Linked DNA regions of Mus musculus: region 2 is linked to region 1. Evidence: chromatin contacts called from public HiChIP or PLAC-seq data. All regions are on one chromosome and are shown on one strand. Each heading gives the region's core, a stretch centred on a gene start, on an enhancer-like site or on the middle of the called end of the contact. The rest is flanking DNA. Distances are from core to core; before and after follow the strand shown. Region 1 holds the start of Nsd1 (nuclear receptor-binding SET-domain protein 1). Region 2 overlaps Nsd1 (nuclear receptor-binding SET-domain protein 1).

The links. HiChIP or PLAC-seq counts read pairs in DNA pulled down with a chosen protein or histone mark.
Region 2: an H3K27ac HiChIP or PLAC-seq map of embryonic stem cells shows a contact between it and region 1, with 68 read pairs. The contact joins the enhancer-like site here to the promoter of Nsd1 in region 1. A contact is called at or near these places in 10 of 39 promoter capture datasets (the 3T3-L1 cell line, 3T3-L1-derived adipocytes, the C10 cell line and 4 more), 1 of 15 datasets of contacts at CTCF or cohesin (CD8 T cells), 13 of 484 Hi-C or Micro-C datasets (CD4 T cells, Th1 cells, bone marrow-derived DN3 thymocytes and 5 more), 17 of 115 datasets of contacts at active chromatin or transcription factors (the SCID.adh cell line, bone marrow-derived macrophages, craniofacial prominence and 9 more) and 3 of 9 other capture datasets (adipose tissue, liver and pancreatic islet).

What each region holds. Positions count from the first base shown.
Region 1 is chr13:55,208,142-55,211,540 of GRCm38.p6, reverse strand. Nsd1 (nuclear receptor-binding SET-domain protein 1) reads right to left here and starts at 1,759. Exons shown (of 23, transcript NM_008739.3): 1 at 1,666-1,759.
Region 2 is chr13:55,246,144-55,249,542 of GRCm38.p6, reverse strand. Nsd1 (nuclear receptor-binding SET-domain protein 1) reads right to left here. Exons shown (of 23, transcript NM_008739.3): 5 at 1,466-3,399. Among named protein-coding and RNA genes, the nearest start is that of Nsd1, 38 kb to the right of the region's middle. Within about 2 kb of position 1,687, at least 19 of the 459 cell types and tissues checked have an H3K27ac peak or open chromatin away from gene starts, as enhancers often do. A contact at or near this core is called in embryonic stem cells and stem cell-derived epiblast-like cells, where this site is marked.

The sequences.
Region 1 (3,399 bases), core at 510-3,009:
GAAGTCGGGCGAGCGAGCGGCCGGGTCGGGCGGCCCAATCAGCGGAGCTGCTGCTGCCGCCCCCTCCCCTCCCTTCCCCCTGGGCGCTAGCTCAGGGCCCCGGGCCTACGGGTCGGCCCAGCTGCCCGGGCGGGGCCTGAGGCGGACTCCCCTGGGGGGCCTCGCGCGCCTCCCCAGAGTGTCGGGGCCTGCGGGCGTCGTGGGTGGCATGACGATCCTTTCACCTACCTCGGGGCGCCGCGCCAGCCCCTGGTTGCACACGGCTAACTGCACCCCAGTCATCCTGAACCCCAACCCCGGAGCCACCATGGTGCCTGGCTGAGGCCTGGCCCGCCGGCCTTGCTCTCAGGCCCGCGTCAGCCCCGGCCTCCATCTTAGGTTCCAGCCCGGGCTCCCCATCCACTGGGCACCTGCCCTCAGCCCCGCTGGTTTCGACCCGAGGCCGAGGCTACCCCCGTCTCGCTGTAGGGCTCACCTGGGGGGTTTGGCATGGGGGTCTTCGAGGCCCCAGGCCCCGAGCAGACGTGGCCGCAGGGGAACCCCCTTGCCCAGCCGCACCCCAAACCCACACCACCACCACCACTACAGACCAAGCTGAACAGGAAACAAAATGGAGGCAGCAGCAGCTCGGGTCTGCCTCCCCGAGCCAAGCCTCTACAGCCCTGGGACTCCCTTTCGGCCGCAGGCTCGACGCCCGCGAGGCAGGGGATTGGCTCCTCCCGGGAGCCTGGGGCAGCCGCCCTGGAGCAGCGCGTGCGGGCGGGCCGGGGACTCGGCCCTGCGGTCCCCACGGCCCCTCACCCACCACCCCTTCCCTTCCCTCTCCCTCCCCAGGCCGGGCCGTGCGGGGTGAGCGGCTCCGGGGAGCAGGGTCGGGTGACCCGCCCCGGGGTACTGGCCGCAGGACCGTGGCCTCAACCCGGGCCTGAGGCCGAGAGACCCCGCAGCCCTGAGCCCACGCCCCACACCCCGGCCTCTGGGACACAGCCTAACGGCGCGCCCGCACCTCGGCCTGTCGCCGTGCAGCCCCCGCCCAGCGAGGCCGAGCCCCCGGTCCAGACCCCGCGGGGACGAAGCTCCTCGGTCACCCTCGGGCCCAGGGGTCTTCGCTGCCCCGGGCGGGGCGAGGGGAGCTCGGGGGGAGGGGTCCACTAATCCCTGCACCGCCTCCAGCGCCTAGTGTGGGTCTGGGTCTGGGCCTGGCACGGCGGCCCCGGGGCTGCGGGCGCTGGCGGCCTTGGAGAGGTGCGGGCGCGCGGGGCCGGGGGCCGGGAGGGGCAGCGCCTCGCACCGCGGACGCTGCAGTTCTCCACACCCAGGCAGATGGCCCTCTCGAGCGCGCTTCGCCCCTGAGGCCCAGGCATCGGGACCCCTGCGCGACTGCACAGGGACGGCCGACAGGCTGGACGGGCTGGCCAAGCATGAAAGGCGCAAACCCCCGGCCTAGGAAGGCTCTGCGTTAGGAGGACGGGGTCCTGCTGGCGCGCACTTAGCACCAGGACCCCGCCGCCCTGACCTCGTAGGGCTGTAGCGCGTCCATTCCTCAAAGACAGTGGAAGGTCAGGGACTGGACCAGGCCTGGTCCAGCCACTCCAGTCCCCTGAGGCACTTCTCCCTTCCCGGACCCTGCTGCTTCCTGGGTTTGCTTCACCGCAAGAAGCTCACCTCAGGCATGACTTGGTCCCTAGAGCGTTAAGCGCATCCTTGTTGTTGAGAGAAAGCCATATTGGACGGCCCCGAGAATTCCCGCCTCTTCCAGAAAGCCTTCGGTGATTTGGAGTTCATTTTAAAGCCGAGGGCGCCGCCCTCGATGGCCACGTGACCACCATTCCTCCAGAGGCTTAGTAAATGTGCATAGTTATTGCCCCAGTAGAGTGTTTACCGAGGGCCCTCTGGTAACTAGACCCCCACCTGGGAGAACAGGCACTTTTGGCGTTCCCCTGCCAAGTATCTGTACCGGTTGGGGATCTGCAATGGTTGGGCCAAACTCCATCCTTCCCTGCCCTTCACCTCGTGACTGTGTCCAGCAAGCAGCGGCTTAGGATGCTTCCAGCTGCTTGCTGTCCAAGACCCACAGTCCATTAAAGGAGGCTCAGAGCTAAGCCTTCAGCATACCATCAGTAATGCTGGAGCCCTGGCCCTGCCAAGAGGGCAAGTGGGTTTCCTGAGAGAAGGTGCCCGGCGGAAGCAAGAGTGAAGAGGCTACTGTGACCTCAGGTCCCTCGGGTTAGTTTAAAGGAGTTTCCAGATGCAAAGTTGACTGGCATCTTTCCCTGCGCTAAAACTAGCCGGAAAAAAACTGGGGCCCTCTCCCATGGAGACCCGGTCTTTTGTTCTACGAAGGAATAACTCCTGCTAACACCTTCGGGCAATTCAATAGGAAAGCTCTCACTGGATCCTTTTTCACAAGTAATCATTTGAGCCTGTCATTTCTAACTGGCAGTTACCCCAATGCTAATCACTCCACAGCCCTTCCCAGTGCCTAGCCATTTTGAGGTACTTGGAACTGCCACTGGAGGGCCTTGAAGAAGTTATCTTTCAGTCCCAAACCTCTGTTTCCTCATCTGTGGCCTCCAAGACACAGGCATCTGGGAGGATCCTGAAACAGGCTAACACTCTGTCCTTAACAATTACAGACATATTTGACAAATACTGAAATGTAACTCATTGCTTCCTTCAGCAACCGTTTCCTGCAGTCTAGGCAATGCACCAGGCTCTGGGGAAGCAAAATGGGAGCTAGTGTGCCAGGCAACCTGTGGCCTCAGGGAAAAAAGGGTACCGAGAGAGACTAGCTGATGTAAGCACATTACTGCTCTGCAGGACCCTCTCCTTAACCTCCTACCTCCCCCTCACCCCCATTCAGGATGACCTAGTTACTGACAGAAACAAGACTGAGACCCCAGGGAAATATCAGACTTCCCTAGGTAACCCCTGGGGGTCCTCCCTTCCTCCTACTATAAAACTGTCTACCACAGTGACACAACCAGAGTGCTTATGGAGCTGAGCTTCTATATTCAGAAGGATACTGAATCCTCAAGTGAGACGGGGCTGCTTTCCTGTAGGATTGGGTTCTGGGGTGTAGACCTAGCTCTTCTCTACTGATTATAACTCAAGAATCTCTTCTGGGCCTGCACACCTCACCTGCAGACATATGAGAACAAATCCTTGTTGAGCGGGTATCATGCATTAGACACCACTGAGCGCTTGACACACGTCTGTTCCTTTAACCCTTTACTAGTCTGCAAAGAATTAAGGACTAGGTCAAGCCCTTTGTGCACATTCTCAGGACTATTACTTTCACAGGTGGGGTGGGCAACATCCTTGTGTGAGCCGACACACCCAACAGATGCCATGAAATGCTGGGCCTGTCAGACACACAGGTGTGTGGGGATGTAACTG
Region 2 (3,399 bases), core at 438-2,937, 38 kb before region 1:
TTTAAAAATCCAAACAAAGTTGAGCTTGTGCCAGTACTCAGAGGCTGAGACAGCCAGGTCTGCAGAGCTAGTTCTCCTCCAACAGTCAAGGCTACAGAGAAACCAAAAAACAAAGGGAAGATGACTCAGCAGTTAAGAAAGCGCTCTTCCGGGGCTGGCAAGATGGCTCAGAGGGTAAGAGAGCACTGACTGCTTCTCCGAAGGTCCTGAGTTCAATTCCCAGCAACCACATGGTGGCTCACAACCACCCATAATGAGATCTGATGCCCTCTTCTGGTGCGTCTGAAGTCAGCTACAATGTACTTATGTATAATAATAAGACTAAAAAAAATAAAAAATAAATAAAAAAGAAAGAAAGAGCTCTTCCAGAGGACCCAAGTTTGATTCCCAGCACCCACATCAGGTGGCTCACACTGACCTCTAACTGTAGTTCATGCATACACTGAAACACACGTAACTGAAAACACTAAAGATCAAATGGGAAAGCACAAAGTCCATGAAGCCTACAGTTTGCTGATGCACTGACCACGCAGCTCAACTTCCTCAGACTTCGGAAGCTGGGCATGTTACATCTTGCAGCTAGAATCCCAGCACTCAGAAAGCTGAAGCAGGATGACAGCAATGGAAAAAGTATAGTTTCTTCAACAAACTATTTTGGGAGAGCTGTATATCCACATCAAAAGAATTCAGGGCCTTTGCCTTTCACCATACAAAAAAATTAACAACAAAACAAGCAGATACGAGACCTCAAACAGTTAAGCACATTGGGGTGGACGGCAGCTTCTTGGCTGTGACCCCTAACAAAAAAGGATCAAGAGCAAAGACAGTAAAACAGCATCACAGGAGACTCTGACCTTCTCCCCATCAAAAAGAAAAGAAAAATCCAAGACAGCTAAGCCAAGACAACAGAGACACACTCTCAAAGCACAGTGAGAAGGTAACTGTGGCATAGCATTACTTAGCACATCTCTCTTACCTATAGAAAAATGTGCATCCTTTTAAGTTGTGGTCAGAGGAAACCTAGTTTCCAGTCTTTTTACTACTAGTACACTAATGACTACACTTAAGTTTTTAGGCCTACAGCCTCCTCAATCCCAAAATGTCAGTTAACTTTGTAAGATAAGAAACTGGAAAGGAGAAAAAATTATCGGGATTTACAAAAAGGAAAAAAAAGAGCTAATAAGAAAGTAACACAGGTAACTCAGTAGCAGTGTGCTGCCAGACATCCACTGAGGTCTTAAACTCAATCCCCAATAGCTAAAATAAAACTAAAAAGTTTATAAAATACAGATATCCCACATTTAAATATTAGTCTTCTTAGTCAAGTGGTAACTCTGACTCCAAGTTTGTAACACATATTCCATTACAACAGACAGACCCAGGGTCTTCAAATGAGCAACTTTGTCAGAAAAAAAAAAAAACATCAACAAATTCTCTTCACTTTTTACCAGATAAAAGTTTTTACCTGGCTCAGGGAGCTTGGTCTGTGGCATCAAACTGGGAATTCCTGTCTCCTTTTCTACATCACCCATGCCAACACTGGACTTCTCACAAACATTCAGCCGAGGCGCAACCGATTCAGAGTGGCTGCCATGATTGGGATCTGCTGCTGAGTCCTCAGGTTTACTTGTAGGAGGAGCTCTTTGTTCTAAGTAGTCTTCCCGGGCCTTCTGCACAGCGTCAGCAGGAAGTAAGACTCCAAAAGCACCCTCCGAGTTTTCTTTCTCCCTAAATCTGTTAGCACGCTTTCCGGGCTTAGGGCGCCTTTGGTTTAATCGCTGCCACCGCTTTTTAGGCACCACCTGATTAACACCATGGAGTTCATCATTCTCAGTGTTCATTTCAGAGCCCAACTCTGGGCCTTTTCTGTTCTCAAAAGAAGGTTCTTTTTCAAGATTTTTATCAGGGTCCGATTGTTTAGCCTTGCTATCAAAATGTACATCTGAAAAATGTGTGTCTTCATTTCTTAAAAGGTCCATTTGTTGCAGAGGCTCTTCTTTACCAGGATCTTCAGCCCCACCCCTGGATGGGCCATTCACTGATCCACTTTCTTTGTTTCCCAGTCTGTTAGCAGCAAGTGTCACAGCTGGAAGTCGGCTGAACTTTCTCTTCCGCTCAGTCTTTAAGGCTTTTGGGTTTACTGAAGGTTTTACCATCTGGGCTGAAATGGTTTCTCTCAACTTGGATGATGGCTTTGCTCGGCCACAGTTGCGCCTTGGGATACAGTTAGAGCGAATTTTACCACAAGCAGGGAGCTCTCTTTTGTCAGAAGCTAAGCTGGACAGGGAAGAAGACAACTCTCCAGACAAGGCAGAGTCACCCCCACCAGGACTCTGGTGAACTGAGTCCTGAGTGCTATCTCCAGGCTTTTCAGAATTGGGTGTGGAGCTTCCTAACACCAAAACTTTTGATGTCCCTACAGGGCTACCAGAAGAACAGTCCCCACGATCTGGAGTCCTGTAGGAAGCCAGATTTTGAGCAGTCATTAACCGCTGCTCCTTTGTCTTACTGTCATGCATATCCTTCAGCATCATCAGCAATGTGCTAAACTTGTAATCTGGTTCAATTGGTATATGATTCTGACTAGAAGCAGAAGAAAACAGTAATGGCTTTGATGCCTTTGCCGTTCCAGAATCACTTACGTCTTCACTTAATGATCTGTACGAGAGCTCCTTCAGTTCCGAAAGAACGTGCTTCACCACTGCTGTTTCTATGTCACTAGAATCTCTGGTTTTCTCATGCATATTGTTCAGTAGTTTTAGCCCCTCTCCTTTCCCACTTTTGGATATATTGGCCAAAGGAGAGCCATTGGTATCAGAAGAACAGCATTTCAAACTGAGGTCCTCACTTGTAGCTGAGGTTTCTGCAACAGCTGGGCTTTCTTTATGCTTGCATTTTATACTACGAAACTTGGGCTGTCTGCATTTCAGAGGTAATAGAGTTTGATTTGCAAGCCCACCCTTTGTCAGTGGATTTTCATTACGAATGCCTGGTGGCGCGCTGAATTTTGTAGTGAGACCATCATTCCTAAATTCTGGTTGGGGTTTGGGAATAGGACTACTAATTTTAAGATCAGAAAGATTGACCTGAGACAACTCAGCAGTTTCAGGCTCCATTGTCTTGGTAGAACCCATTAAATGGTCTGCATGGGAATTAGTAATGAGGGATTTCTGTTTCTCTTTTATCCTGTTTGTGACAGGATATCTAGAATACTGTGTTTCATTTTTGTGCACCGATAAAGCATTCTCTGTTTTATCAAAAGCATCTGTAATTCCAAGGACACTGTTCTGGAATCCTGAGTTGTGCTCTGTAGGATCCAGGTCACTGCAGCCATCATCAGAAGTGGTACTCACACTGACAGAATTGCTTCGCTTTTCCTCATCACCAGCTCCAACGTAG